Regions from separate parts of the Mus musculus genome. Here all the other regions are linked to region 5. A link is a contact called in public Hi-C and HiChIP or PLAC-seq data. All regions are on one chromosome and are shown on one strand. The core of a region is the stretch at or near the end of the contact, and the rest is flanking DNA. Distances in the headings are between cores, read along the strand shown. Region 1 overlaps Gm26691 (a long non-coding RNA gene). Region 2 overlaps Gm26691 (a long non-coding RNA gene). Region 3 has its middle 33 kb from the start of 4930539C22Rik. Region 4 overlaps Gm26691 (a long non-coding RNA gene). Region 5 holds the start of Cxxc4 (CXXC finger 4).

What was found. HiChIP or PLAC-seq counts read pairs in DNA pulled down with a chosen protein or histone mark. A called contact is a pair of places that touch in the nucleus more often than the background predicts.
Region 1: a Hi-C map of the N1E-115 cell line shows a contact between it and region 5, with 6 times the contacts expected there. The contact joins the enhancer-like site here to the promoter of Cxxc4 in region 5. A contact is called at or near these places in 2 of 39 promoter capture datasets (both in the 3T3-L1 cell line), 5 of 484 Hi-C or Micro-C datasets (the N1E-115 cell line, embryonic fibroblasts, nephron progenitors and 2 more), 1 of 115 datasets of contacts at active chromatin or transcription factors (pancreatic cancer cells) and 3 of 9 other capture datasets (adipose tissue, liver and pancreatic islet).
Region 2: a CTCF HiChIP or PLAC-seq map of the NIH/3T3 cell line shows a contact between it and region 5, with 8 read pairs. The contact joins the enhancer-like site here to the promoter of Cxxc4 in region 5. A contact is called at or near these places in 2 of 39 promoter capture datasets (both in the 3T3-L1 cell line), 1 of 15 datasets of contacts at CTCF or cohesin (the NIH/3T3 cell line), 1 of 484 Hi-C or Micro-C datasets (nephron progenitors), 1 of 115 datasets of contacts at active chromatin or transcription factors (SST interneurons) and 1 of 9 other capture datasets (pancreatic islet).
Region 3: an H3K4me3 HiChIP or PLAC-seq map of neural progenitor cells shows a contact between it and region 5, with 2.6 times the contacts expected there. The contact joins the enhancer-like site here to the promoter of Cxxc4 in region 5. A contact is called at or near these places in 1 of 39 promoter capture datasets (the 3T3-L1 cell line), 4 of 115 datasets of contacts at active chromatin or transcription factors (astrocytes, embryonic midbrain and neural progenitor cells) and 1 of 9 other capture datasets (pancreatic islet).
Region 4: a Hi-C map of adipose-derived mesenchymal stem cells shows a contact between it and region 5, with 2.7 times the contacts expected there. The contact joins the enhancer-like site here to the promoter of Cxxc4 in region 5. A contact is called at or near these places in 2 of 39 promoter capture datasets (both in the 3T3-L1 cell line), 3 of 484 Hi-C or Micro-C datasets (adipose-derived mesenchymal stem cells, embryonic fibroblasts and muscle stem cells) and 1 of 9 other capture datasets (adipose tissue).

What each region holds. Positions count from the first base shown.
Region 1 is chr3:134,104,399-134,107,098 of GRCm38.p6, reverse strand. All of the region lies in intron 1 of Gm26691 (a long non-coding RNA gene), which reads left to right. Among named protein-coding and RNA genes, the nearest start is that of Gm26691, 44 kb to the left of the region's middle. Within about 2 kb of position 1,273, at least 5 of the 459 cell types and tissues checked have an H3K27ac peak or open chromatin away from gene starts, as enhancers often do. A contact at or near this core is called in the N1E-115 cell line and pancreatic islet, where this site is marked.
Region 2 is chr3:133,994,489-133,997,204 of GRCm38.p6, reverse strand. All of the region lies in intron 2 of Gm26691 (a long non-coding RNA gene), which reads left to right. Among named protein-coding and RNA genes, the nearest start is that of Gm26691, 150 kb to the left of the region's middle. Within about 2 kb of position 1,369, at least 4 of the 459 cell types and tissues checked have an H3K27ac peak or open chromatin away from gene starts, as enhancers often do. A contact at or near this core is called in the NIH/3T3 cell line, where this site is marked.
Region 3 is chr3:134,389,699-134,392,398 of GRCm38.p6, reverse strand. No RefSeq gene overlaps it. Among named protein-coding and RNA genes, the nearest start is that of 4930539C22Rik, 33 kb to the left of the region's middle. Within about 2 kb of position 1,303, at least 25 of the 459 cell types and tissues checked have an H3K27ac peak or open chromatin away from gene starts, as enhancers often do. A contact at or near this core is called in neural progenitor cells, where this site is marked.
Region 4 is chr3:134,049,529-134,052,379 of GRCm38.p6, reverse strand. The region is part of intron 2 of Gm26691 (a long non-coding RNA gene); the gene reads left to right. Among named protein-coding and RNA genes, the nearest start is that of Gm26691, 98 kb to the left of the region's middle. Within about 2 kb of position 1,544, at least 13 of the 459 cell types and tissues checked have an H3K27ac peak or open chromatin away from gene starts, as enhancers often do. A contact at or near this core is called in adipose-derived mesenchymal stem cells, where this site is marked.
Region 5 is chr3:134,235,107-134,237,806 of GRCm38.p6, reverse strand. It overlaps Cxxc4 (CXXC finger 4), which reads right to left and starts at 1,312. Exons shown (of 4, transcript NM_001004367.4): 1 at 1,121-1,312; 2 at 920-995.

The DNA of each region.
Region 1 (2,700 bases), core at 24-2,523, 130 kb after region 5:
TCCTGCTCCTCCTGCTCCTCCTGCTCCTCCTGCTCCTCCTGCTCCTCCTGCTCCTCCTGCTCCTCCTGCTCCTCCTCCTCCTCCTCCTCCTCCTCCTCCTCCTCCTCCTCCTCCTCCTCCTCCTCCTCCTCCTTCTTCTTCTTCTTCTTCTTCTTCTTCTTCTTCTTCTTCTTCTTCTTCTTCTTCTTCTTCTTCTTCTTCTTCTTCTTCTTCTTCTTCTTCTCAGAAAGCAGTGGTTAATGCAGAGGTTCAAACTTGATGAAAGCACAGAGAATAAATGACTTCAGAAGTTTGACCCTAAATGGGGCATTTATATCACACCCTCCAAGGCTCAGGAACCGCTGTGGGAGAGGAGGAAGAATGAACATAAGAGCCTGTTTTGGGGGAAGAATACTGCGAAACAATATATTATTTGCATGATACAACTTTTGACTCTTACATTCACCGTAGCTGTAGTTACCTGCCCAAGACCTGCACAAGATTGGACCGCTCATACTTCATTGTGCGTGAGAGATGAGGCCATGAAGCCTCACCCCTTGTCATCAGCAAGAGCAAGCTGAAGTAGAGTCCCAAGATGAAACTTCTTAGAAAAGTGAAGGTGAGCTCATGAGCTGAGCAGGAAGAGACCAGCAAGAGATGTGGAGTACATGGTAGGATGATGGGTAACAGCAGATACTGTAGGTTCTGAACGCCTGAGGGAGAGTGAGGGGTTTCCAAGTCAAAACCAGATATTCCTGAAACAATATTCATTTGAGTGTGTGTCCCATTTTTCTGATTTCTGCCTGATATTTATTTGGATGAAACCTTCATAAAAGGACAATCCTTTCCTGTATAGTTGAGGATGAGATACTGGAAACCATTTCCTCACCAGCTCACACCTAACATCCCCTAAATAAACCTCCCCTCCCCATCTATTGCCAGCCTGTTCTTTGCTTTGAATGGCATCATTTGCTAAATTGAGTGTGCAGTGAGGGGAGAGTGATGAGAAAGCAGGAAAGGTGCAAGCTTCTCCATTGCTACAGTTTAGTCAGGGCATTCTAAATCCCCAAAGTTGCCAGTTGCAACCAAGTATGGTGTTATATGTATAAACATGTAGAACTGCTGTGACTCCCTTAGTGGTTAACTCTAAAGACACATTCAATTTCTCAGTTGCTGAGAAAACAATAACTTGTACAACATTGTCACTGGTGACTGAGTCATGCAAGGGCTATGTGAGACGTGTCAGTAAGTAGTCTGGTGCCTGCTGCTGGCCCTAATAACAGCCTCATTAACTCTAGGAGGTCCTATAAAAAATGGGCAGCACCTGCTTGGCAACCTGATTTTCCCACCCATTAACCACAGTTACCTGACCACAAGATGGCCTTTTTTATGTTTAATTACTCGATGTCACTCTGCCTTTTCTAAGCACAGCTCAGAGTATGACAAGAAACCATTGGCTTTGATCAACCGAGACTCAACTGTTTACAAATGAGGCAACTCTTGCCTCTGTCAACAGGGAGTTAGGATACAGATGGGGCTGGGAAATGTATGTTCCCACATGAAGTAACCACTGACAAAGACCCAGTTTAAAACCATCTCTTTGTTCATTGAATTAAACTGTGACACATAAAAAGGTCCCCGTGAATGCTAGTAGTCTAGGTGTATTATATTCCTATGCCAATATTTTAATGCTGATGAATTCCATAGGCCAAGCACCAACAGCCCACCCCACCCCCAGCCTCTGCCATCAATCCAGGAAGAAGAGTGAAGATGCTTTTAGTAGAAGTCCATGGCAGCTGTGAACTTGAACTTTGCTACTCTTTGAATTGCTCTTTTACAAACAACCTTGATTCCTCTTGATAAGCAGGCACAGGGGGTGGCCAGCTCAGAGAGCAAAACTTTGAAGTCAGATATGATCATTGCCAATAAATCTACTCTGGCAACTTAACTCTTAATATAACCCCCAAAGGCAGGCGATATATTTAGATATAAATAGAACTGGATTCACAGATGAACCTAAAGATACAGTCACTGCTACATTAGTTAGAAAGTGTACATCCTGCTCATTTGAGTGGGACAAGAAAATTAATATAGAATAATTATACAACTAATATTATAAACTATTAAGACATGTTTCTTTAGCTAGAAATAAAGGTACTTTTAAAATTTATATTTTAATGTCAGCTTGCAGCTGTGGATTAGCTGTTGGGACTTAGTTTTGTCACCAGTTACTTCTTAGAAATTCCTTGGTTGGTTTCTGCCATCTGTCTGGACTTTGGTTCCTTGGGCTCCCGTACAGCTACAGTAAAGATCTAGTATGTGATACAGGGTTTTTGAAAGATGAAGCAAGACCAACCAGAGAAGCAATCAGGAGCCATGTCTTTGTCCTATTACTATTACCTACCTGACTTGGTGGCACCATCTTTGAATTCCTATTTGACCATCATGATGCCAACATTTAAATTTGCACAGCATACAGTAATTGACTCTGGTTTGGGCTGCCTTTCTTCTCTGGACTCCTGCAGTTTCTGGGACCCTTCGTCTGTTAGTAACTAATTCTCATATCAGTTTTATTCCCACAGTGTCCTGTCTAACTCATGCTGAATTTGATCATCTCTCTTAGGTCCCATCTTTCCTTGAAACCTTCTCAAATGGCAGGAAGCTCTTTTATCTTGCACCTTTCATACTTGAGAGAAGGGGAGGTGATCTATCAGGTGATAT
Region 2 (2,716 bases), core at 120-2,619, 240 kb after region 5:
GCCCAAAGCTTAGATGACAAGACCAGAGATATGCTAGTGACCAAGACCAGAGAGGTTCCATGTGTTAGTGATTTGATGTTACCCTGAAAGGAATAGGGAAATCCAGGAAGCCTTGAGGCAGTAGAATATTTCCATTTTAGAAATGTCTGCATATGGTATGGTCCAGGAAGGCAATATAAATGGTTATCAGAGATCTGTGTGTTCTAACCTTGAAGACATTTTGAAAACCTGAGAAAATGTGGTCATTACAATGATGAGGAACCGCTCTGCTCATTCAGTAGGCAGGAGTCTAGCAATGCTAGAAACCTTACAATGGTGGCAAAGGATGAGGGATATTGCTCCTACATCCACACTACTTCTCATGTCCATGGGCATCTCAGTCTGTCTGCAGATTAGCTTTGTTCACAAAGAAATCTGACATTGGCTTACATGTTAAGACCAATGAAGTTTTGCCTTTGCTGTGGCTGGATGACTCCTAAATACAGGTATCACGTAAAGTGACTTAAATTATACTGTTTAACCTCTGGGTGGGAAAAGCATGTGATGGAAGCACTGATGGTCACCACAAACACAGCTGTACTAGTTGCTGTAGCTGCTGTGTTCACAGTGGTTCCACGGAGATAAATATCCACATGTGCTGCAGCATCCTTCTTCCCTACAACTCAGCTCAGCTCCAAGCACAGGACCAGCCAATGGTCATTTGCCTGTTTTCTATAGAAAGAGGTTATAAGTGTGAAGGATTCTGAGGTCATATGAGACATTAGAGCAGATAATTTGGGAAGAAAAATGTATTTGAACAAGCCTTGCTTCTCCAGTTGGAAGTGTGAGGGCATGGCATTTATTTGAGAGTTAAAGAACAAAGGCAGATTCCAAAATTCTGATTTCTGACAATTTAGGTCAACTGTTTTGAGCTTCACCTCTTAGCAGCTTCTCACAGGCACTATGATACAGACGTGTACACCTTACAGCGTGGTAGAGCAGCGGTTCTCAACCTGTGGGTTGCAACTATAGGAAAACACATGTTTCCAATGGTCTTAGGAACCCCCAAGCATAAGTCTACTTTCTTTGCCACTTTATAACTGTAATTTTGCTGCTAAGTGTGTCTCAGTTCCAAAGACCGTGAAATATTTATGTGTGTTTTCCTGTAGTCGTAACCCACAGGTTGAGAAATGCTGTGTAAGAGAATCACAACTGTGTCTAAGATCTCCTCACACCCTAGGAAACTGTCTTCTGTGATGACCATGACTATGAATATGGCAACCTTTCATTCCCTAATTGGCAATGTCACAACTCCAGGTTCTACCACACTGGCCTTGACCCCAACATACCACCCACCCAGGTGAGTCATGACCTGCTAGTGATCATATCATACATAGACATAGTGATTCACAACCCCACCCACATGTGTTTTCGTTTGTTGGTATGTATACAAAGTACCATCTGGCACTCTCAGACATCAGTAAGAGAGTAAATGGTCTACAGAGATACAAAGTGTGCAGGGCACATCATAGCAGATGTATAAGAAATAAACTTTTTGGCCAAACTGCACTGAAATTTACTCCATGACAGGAGCAGCCCATTTTCTCTATGGCTGTCATGGATTTCATGGATCCTGAGAAATCCAGCCATTTTTAGAAATCCCATGAAATTTACCTTTTCACTCGAATCCACATGAAATCAAAATTTTTCCCTACGAGTCGCCATAAAATTGGCACATTTCCTCAGAAGACCCCATGAAATTATAAAGAATATTGCAGATTCTTTGCTCCTCATCCTTGTTGCACATCTTAAAGAGACAGGTCAAAGATTGTAGAAATAGTCAAGTTTTTCTGATGATAGTCACATAAAAATCACTGAAAATCCCCAAAAGACAGAAGCTGCGTAATAGATCATTTTGAAGGGAAATAAACTTGGATCTACTTTGCATAATCTAAAACTTAGAAAGGAAACAGATGGTAATGCACAAAAGTGATCAAAACATGGAGTTTACCTAATTTCATCCTAAATAAAGTTTTTTTTGTATTCTTCATCTTCTACCTACTCCTTAAAAATTGAGGAACATCTGATAAATTTTCCTATTATTTAAATGTCTGGAAAGTCATTTGAAGATAGGATATAAGAATAAAGGAGACAGCCCCAGCTATGTTCACACCAGCAGACTGTGCAATAAATCAACATAAACCCTCTCTCAAGGCAAAATGTCATATTCACGTCTCTGCATTCACAGTAGAGAGTGAAGTCTCCCAAGCTTTGCTTCATTGGATACGGTAAAAATCAGACGCAATAACAAATTCAAAAATGTAGGCTATAAAGTGCTTTCAAATATAAAAGGAGAAGAGTAGAGCTCTTTACAGTTAGTGAAAAAACAAAAGTGGATGTTATAGGACAAATGGAAAATGCAGACACTTCTACTAAGAGCATTGAGTACATTCCAATTAATTCAAAATTAATCCTCAGTTTTATGTCCTCACAAAGAAAAAGTAAATGTGGGGAAAATATTAAAGGCCTTCATGGCAAAATAAAACAAATTTGTAACTTGTAATTGATGAGGAGCTTGACATTGGGACCATTCTAATGGTCTAATAAAGGGACACACATACTTCATATTTCTATAGTTAAAGGAAAAAATTAGAATCTCGATTTCCTGGATCTTAGCTGTACCTTGACTCCCTCGGGATTAAGTGAAACAAGTTCTCAGTTCAAGTCATCCAGGCCA
Region 3 (2,700 bases), core at 54-2,553, 150 kb before region 5:
TTCACCTTCTATTTAGTGACAACCCCTTATTCTTTCACTTCACTGCTTAGTGTCTTTTCTTCCTTCTTTCCTTCTTTTCCTTTCCTTTCCTTTCCTTTCCTTTCCTTTCCTTTCCTTTCCTTTCCTTTCCTTTCCTTTCCTTTCCTTTCCTTTCCTTTCCTTTCCTTTCCTTTCCTTTCCTTTCCCTTTCTTTCTTTCTTTCTTTCTTTCTTTCTTTCTTTCTTTCTTTCTTTCTTTCTTTCTTTCTTTCTCTTCCTCCTAATCCTCATCCACTTCCTCTTCCAACATAGAACTTTTCTGTTTTAACAGAGAAGTTAATTAGACTCATGGTTTAAAGGGATCCATTCTGACATGTTAGGAGTATGTAGGCACTGTCTATGATTGTGAGAGCTTGAAACTCAGCTTGTTAGATGTGAGCAGGCAAGGAAAAAGAGAGCTAGCCTGTAAGAGGGCAGCCTATGAGCCTGCCATAACAGAAGCCCATCAACCAGACAGACCATTATCCTAAAGTTTTAGAACTTCCCAAAATAGTACTATACCTAGAGTCCAAGAGTTCAATGTGAGTTGCTGAAGGACTTCTGTACCCAAACCATACCACTTTCCTCCCTCATAGGTTCATGTGTGTCTAATAGAATATTCACTCATTCCAACTTACAGAATTCCTACCTCTTGAATGTTTCCAACATTCCAAATCGAAATCCAAAGTATTTTCTTTGATTAAAAAAGCAACAAAACAACAAGAAGAAGAAAACAACCTTAATTGTGAAGCCTGTGAAATTTAAAAAGAAAAAAAAAAGATAAATTGTTCCAAAACTAACAATCCCATTCCAATTACAGAGAAACAGAGGCTAACAAAGACAATGACTAAAACCAAGTTCAAAAGACAGCAAGGTAAATGTTAAATCTGCTTCTCCAAGTCCAGTATCTTGGTTACTCAAGACATCACCTGATCTCTGTTTGGCTTGATAACCTTAACTCTGAGGCCCCACCATGTGAAATGTGTGTGGCCTCTCTCATGGGCCAGCTTCACCATGAACCTATAGCTCTCCTTGGCATTCATTCAGTGTTTCTGACTTTGTTACCATCCTGGGATCTCCAAGGAAATGTGAGCTTCATCGTCATAGCTTCACACATCAGCTTCTAAGGGGATCTTTTCCTAGTACACATTGCTTGGCCTCATTAACGTTTCTTTTCTGAACTCTTGGCACAAGCTTCCATTTCTCTGCCAACATTGCATTGTATAACCCTGCCAACTCTGCACCATGTGGACACCACCAAGTTCAGCTGCCAGCTCAGGCTATAGCCTGTCCCAGTGGACCATGTCTGAGAGCCGGAGTAGCTGAATAGGAGCCTGAAAAGGATCCTCTTAAGCAGTATTGTCTGAATAAGGTATGACTGCATCTCCATCTCACAAGGCATTGGCAATCTGTGCATTCTCCTTTTAAATGAAAGGTTTTGTGGTTGATAAGCTCAATGGCACTGATTTTCCCTTTGACAGTGAGTATCTCCCTCTCACTGCTGGGACTCCATTGAATTTGTGCAGGTCTTATGCACGTTGCCATAGCCTCTGTGAGTTTATATGTGTCTGGAAGACAATTTTCTTGTAGTCATCCAGCACTTCTGCTTCTTATAATCTTTCTGCCCTGCTTTCCACAGAGGTCCCTGAGCCTTGGGAGGAGGGACTTGGCTAACATATCCCAGTTAGGAAATTTTCTTGTTCTCTTCACTCTACAGTTGTGAGTCTCTTTGTTAATTCCCATCTACTTTAAAATAAAGCTTAAGTGATGTGGGTTAAGTGAGACTCTGACCACCAAATTCCAAACTGCAAGGCAGGCTCCAGGCTCCAGTGTAGCTGGCCCACACAATGCTATTTTTTTTTCTTTACTTTGATTCTTTTTGTTGTTGTTGTTGTTGTTAGGGTTTTTTGTTGTTGTTTTGTTGTGTTTGATTTTTTTTTTTTGCCTTGACAGTCATTTATTTGTTTTGATTTTTGTGTCTCACTGTTTTTGTTTTGTTTTGAGACAAGGGAGAGCAGGAGGGAGAGGGAAAGAGGGAGGGAGAGAAAGAGAAGGAGGGGGAGAGAGAGAGAGAGAGAGAGAGAGAGAGAGAGAGAGAGAGAGAGAGAGAGAGAACAAAATTGAATGAGTGGGGAGGTCGGAAGGCTAAGGAAGGATTCTGGGGAAAGAGAAAACCATGATCAAAGTGTTTTATATGAACATGAACTCTTAAAATAAAAGTCGAGGTTCAGGATGCATTTGTTCTAAAAATGCTTGCTAAGTAAAATTCACAAACTTGGCTACTTACTGGTTGTAATGCTGAGACCAAGGGAGGTAGGATGACCTTAAACATACTTGTCAGGTTTCTTATTCTTACAGTGATTTATAAAGTGGTATGAACCATGTAACATAATATAGCAAATGGGTTTAGAAAGAACACAAATTTGCATAACCAAGGACTTTTGTGGCATTATCACATATTCCTCTGTTATTTTTAAGGACAATGATTAAGCTCTCCGAACAGCACTGATAAGAATCTTTTTTTGTGTGTGTGCTTTTTTTTTCCATTTTTATTAGGTATTTAGCTCATTTACATTTCCAATGCTATACCAAAAGTCCCCCATACCCACCCACCCCCAATCCCCTACCCACCCACTCCCCCTTTTTGGCCCTGGCGTTCCCCTGTACTGGGGCATATAAAGTT
Region 4 (2,851 bases), core at 295-2,794, 190 kb after region 5:
AATTAGCAGTAGCATTGAAGGAATATAAGCTGTAGAAATCCAACAGAAAAAGCAGACTTAGACTCCTTGACAACATTTTGATGATTAAGTTTTGGAAAATACGTACTTAAGCATCAGTTGTCACAAATTCAGTAAAAGAGTCAAGTGTCTTGTATTTGATTTGTATTAATAGAGTATGTTTAATGAAATGTCCAGTTTTTGTACAACAGTCACTAGAAATACCCAAAAGGTAGCCACATTTACAGATTAATCAATGAAAATGGGCAGAGAAATTAGGATATAAGGAAGATACTCAGTCTGAAAATAATTTCATTTGACTAATAGGACACTTCTTGAAATTCTGATGAACACATTTCCCTATGTTCTCATTGAAAATAGTTGGGTTGATCTTCCTATTGTTTTCCTCCCATATCAGAAAAAAAATCAAGCTAAGAAACCAACTGCCCATGCTAAAAAATACAATATACAAGAAAGAATATTTGAGGAGTCACCTGTCCTTGACAGTAAGGAGTTTTTCAACCTAGGAAGCAAGCCAATGAACTTTGTAATAAAGTATTTTGTTTGTTGTAGAAATCTACAGGTAGTCAAATATTTTGTTACTAATATGTATTTACAAAGCTTAAACTTTGCTATTCTTCAACAATAGCTAGGAATGATCTTGATATACAAGGTATCAATGTTATACTTTAATATGTTTTTCAGCAGGAAATAGAAAGTGGTATCATGTAATCAAGACAAAAAACTGTCAAGGATATTTGGGTCTTAGAAACAGACTAGTTCTCAAAATAGTTTTAAAAACTTAAGCCAGTGTCAATTATTGATATGAGTAGAGGTGAATTATTACTTAAGGTAAATGTTAATGTTTGGCAGATATGCAAAATTATGACTGTTATAAGACTTCTTAATTCCATAATGAATGCAAACAAAATCTGGGGAGTTTGTTTCTTCTGATAAGTGGATGAATAATTATAATTATAATATTACTGATCATTTGTTTGTTTCGTTTGGATGTTAAAGATCATGTTTTCATATATTTACATCCATATACGTATCACAACTGTAAATTTGATATTTTCAAAAGAGGTACTGGGAATAATTTTTCTGAACTAAATAAGGGTTCAAAGAAAAATTTATTCAAGTCTCTCTCCCAATTCTTTTCCCTTGAAATAATCAAAATTTTCATTATTTGTTGCAACAAACATGAAATCAGTAGAAAATAGCATGAAAAAATAGCATATATTTATTTTTGTAGAACAAACTTTACCAACATAGTCCAATTTTGGACTATTATTTAATTCATGCAGTTATTGGATTATTTTGATATGAAATAAATGATGGCTACACAATCATATAAAAAACATTAGCTGCTACTACTATTACTAATCACTAACACAAAGACTGAGCACATGCCAGGCACTGTGTGTTGTTAGCACTCTATGTGGTCTAATTGTCTCCAAATAGTGAGGAGCAGCATAGTCTGTGATTTTCATATGAAGCATTTTAGAACATTAATGTGTAAAGTGATTCATAGCTAGCACATTACTCAGCAGAATGTGGTTAAAGATTCATGCAAACTAGGTGACTCAAGCTTCATGCTTTTAACCTTGGGGACATCATATATAAATAAAATGCACTGCAGATAGAGTGTTTAAGTTTAAATAATCATCCACTTATGGAAAAAGCAATATTGTTTTTGCTTTTGTCATGGTGATCTTTCAGTTCATAGAATCATCTAATACAATAGGCTAAGGAGGAACCTCCCTCCCTCTCCTGATTCTCTCCTGACTCCTACAATGGCCAATCATTGTCCTTGGCATCACAGGTACAGTCGTGACTAAAAGGAAAGTTTGTGCTCATGAGTATAAAAGCAAAGTCCTAAAAGGAACAAATAAGTACAATGGGTATTTTCTGAGAATAATAAGATCTATGAGGAGGGGGGAAGAAATATTACAACAGTAAGGGAGAAACTGTGTAGAATAAATATCTAGCAAAGCTAAGGCCCTTCTACAAAGGCAGTGCTATGGTCTTTGTTAAATGGCAAGATGTCAGCAGGAGGAGACTATTAAATCCAAGTGTGTGGCAGACACAAGAACAACAGCAAAATCATGGGTCAATATTTAGCCTGTGTCTGGAAAAGGACATTGGCTAATGTGGCCAGAATAGAAATAGTGATTTAAGTAGATTGCCTAGAAGGTTGTAGGCAAGAAAATGAATTTGCTTTTGATAATTTATGCCAACAGACAAGAGATGCTAGATGGGAGGCCATCCGAACAGTTGCCATGAGGGATGATTGTATGTGTATGTTGCGTAAAGTGAAAACCAATATGCATTGTAGAAGCAGAGTCAGAGATACTTGCTTCTTTATCCTTCCTTAAAAAGGTTCCCGTATGCTAAGATGAAAGGATGGACCATCCAGAGACTACCCCACCTGGGGATCCATCCCATAATCAGCCACCAAACCCAGACACTATTGCATATGCCAGCAAGATTTTGCTGAAGGGACCCTGGTATTGCTGTCTTGTATGAGGCTATACCAGTGCCTGGCAAATACAGAAGTGGATGCTCACAGTCATCTAAAGATTGAACACAGGGCCCCCAATGGAGAAGCTAGAGGAAGCACACAAGGAGCTGAAGGGGTCTGCAACCCTATAGGTGGAACAACAATATGAACTAACCAGTACTCCCAGAGCTCATGTCTCTAGCTGCATATGTAGCAGAAGAATGGCCTAGTTGGCCATAACTGAGAAGAGAGTCTCCTTGGTATTGCAAACTTTTTATGCCCCAGTACAGGGGAAAGCTAGGGCCAAGAAGTGGGAGTAGGTGGGTAGGGAAGCAGGGCAGGGGAAGGTAT
Region 5 (2,700 bases), core at 63-2,562:
CCGGCTGGATTAGAAACTGGCAGGCATCCTTCAATCACAGCAAGTCCCTAATCACTCAGGCACCACCTCTGTGGTTTCACATTAGGGAAAACTGCTCCCTTCTGAGGCCTGATGACAATACAAAGGTGCCCCCCAAATCCTCCTGGCTAAATATTCCTGACACTTGCTAGGGTCTGGGGGGAAAGACACAGTAAGAATACACATACAGCTTCCGTTTCTGTGAATTACATTGAAGATGCAAGATCATAATAACTGCTAGTCACTAGAAACTAGTTCCGCCAACCATGCAATGGGCATCATCCCACTGAGGGGAGGGGACACTAACATTTTAGTCTTTTGACCTTGTTCCAAATAAAGAAGGGATCTAATATCCCCCTTTCAGAGTCTTAGCATGGTGTTTCCAAACAAGCTGTCCTTGCTTCTCCAATTGCTACTACCTCCCCCCCCCTTCCCTCCTCTAGGTTCAATACCACCAGAAACTGTAGAAAAGGATTGTGCCCAGCATCCAGGTCATTATTGTTTAATCAATGCATCCCTGGAGCATGAAAAAAAGGTACCTAAGCCACAGCTATTGTTTGGCTTTTATTTAGCAACAAAATAAAGCACACACCAATAACTATAGTTCTAACACCAAAGCTAAAATAAACATCCATACTTCATGATCCTGCTTTGCCTCTGAACAATGTGACTGTACATGCCTAATACTGTATGTCTGATCTACCAGAGACATGGAGATCAAAGGTCATATTTAACATTCAGGAGGAGGGGCCGGTGCAGATTAATTAATTAATTAATACAGTCACGGTTTTTATTGCTGGAGACCAGCATTAATCTACTTTTACAATCCCACCGGACAGCAAACATTTAAGAGAGAAAGAGAAGCGGGGAAGCCAGAGGAAGAGAAAGAACAATCACTTACCAGTCTCTTTTTATTTGGGGAGCCTTAGAATTTACAGACGCTGCCAGTCTGCCTTTAATTAGTTGCACATCACCCCCTAACACAAAGAAACACAAATCCAGATGTGTCTTGGCAGCTCCCAATTACAACTTTAATACTTGTAAACAAACTGTTGGGAATGGGGGGGTGGGGTAAATAAATATGCGGATGAAAAAAAAATACCTGTAAATGGCTTTTTTTTTTCTTGTTGTAGAGAGGAGGAGGAGATGGTGTTAGTGGAGGGGGTGGAAGGAGGAGGAGGTGGGGGTGGAGAGGAAAGCGCCGAGTGTGAGCGTGTGTGGGAGAGCGCGGGGCTGTTGTCGGTGGTCTCTGCTCTTCCCGGCGCGTTGCTCCCGGTCCGTCTCCAGTCGCTGTGTGCGAGGGAGGGAGGGAGGGAGCCGGGGAGTCTCTCTCTCTCTCGCTCTCTCGCTCTCTCTCTCTCTCTCTCTCTCTCTCTTTCTCACCCCCCCCCCCCTCGCTCTGTTTGTGTGTGTGCGTGTGTGCGGTGGCTGGGGGAGGGGAGCGCGGAGAAAGGCGAGGGAGGCGGTGCGGAGCCGGGGGCGGGGGCGGGCCGAGGTGAGCAGGACGCAGGGCGCGGACACCTCCCGATGATTGGCTGCAAATTACACGGGGAACAAGAGGCGCACGCGGGCCAGCGCTCCTTTTCACAAATCCCCAGCTCGCCGGCGCGGCCACGTTTCCCGGCTCGCCCGCCACCCCGCCAGCCTCCGGCGCGGCGAAGGATTTGCTTTTTTTTTTTTTTTTTTTTTTTTTTTTTTTCTTCTGGCAGATAATTGTTTGGAAGGGATGGAAGAGAGGGCGTTCCCGCCCCTCGCGCCCTCGCTCTCTGCGGGTGTGTTTGTGCACGCTGGGCGGGGGGGTGTGTAAATAAACTTGTCTGGGTTCCCTGGCTGAGCTGGGAAGAGCTGTGCCAGACACAGAGGGGAGGTCCTGTGTGCTGCAGGAAGACTCTCTCAGTTTCACATCCCGGTCGCGTGCTTTTAAAGGATCTTCCTGGCGGGGCCGGGAGAGACTCTTTAAAAGAGAATCATTATCGTTTTAAAGTAAGGGGGAAAGGGACTGGTGTTCTGCTGGTTCGAATCCCTGAAATGTTATTATGCCGGAATGTAAAAAATTTGATGTGATGCTTGACCGGTCTCAGTCTGTGACTGCCTTTCTCTCTTCTCCCACACCGCCTTCCATTCCCACTGTGTCCGGGTCTTCCTGCCCTACAAAGCTTCGCCCTCCCCCTTTACTCTTTCATCCGGTAATTCCAAGGAGTCAAATATCTATCCCACCTCCCTAATTTTAATTCCAAACTTTACTTTCATATCTAAATGATCTCTTTTAACTAATTTTAATGTGATGGGCATTTTTACTTCCCATCACCTGGGGAAAATACTTCAAACTGAAAGATAAGTATTTAGCACACATCGCATATAAATAAAACTCATAAAATCCAACTATGAATTAACCCCTTCCTTCCTGCCTCAAAGAAACCGAGATACACTAAACACATGCTGTCCACACTGAAAGAAACAGGCATGAAATAGGATGTAAATGTTTAAGTCCTTTTAAATGTGATTCTTTCTCCTTTCCCCCTACCCACTTGGAAGGGATTTTGAGAAGGGATCTCACACTGTATCCCAGGAATTTCTAGAATTTGCTATACAGCTCAGGCTAGCCTGGTTCCCTTCTTGGCAGTCATCCTGGCTCAGACTCCCCAGTGCTGGGGTTCTAGACCTGTACCACAATATGTGACT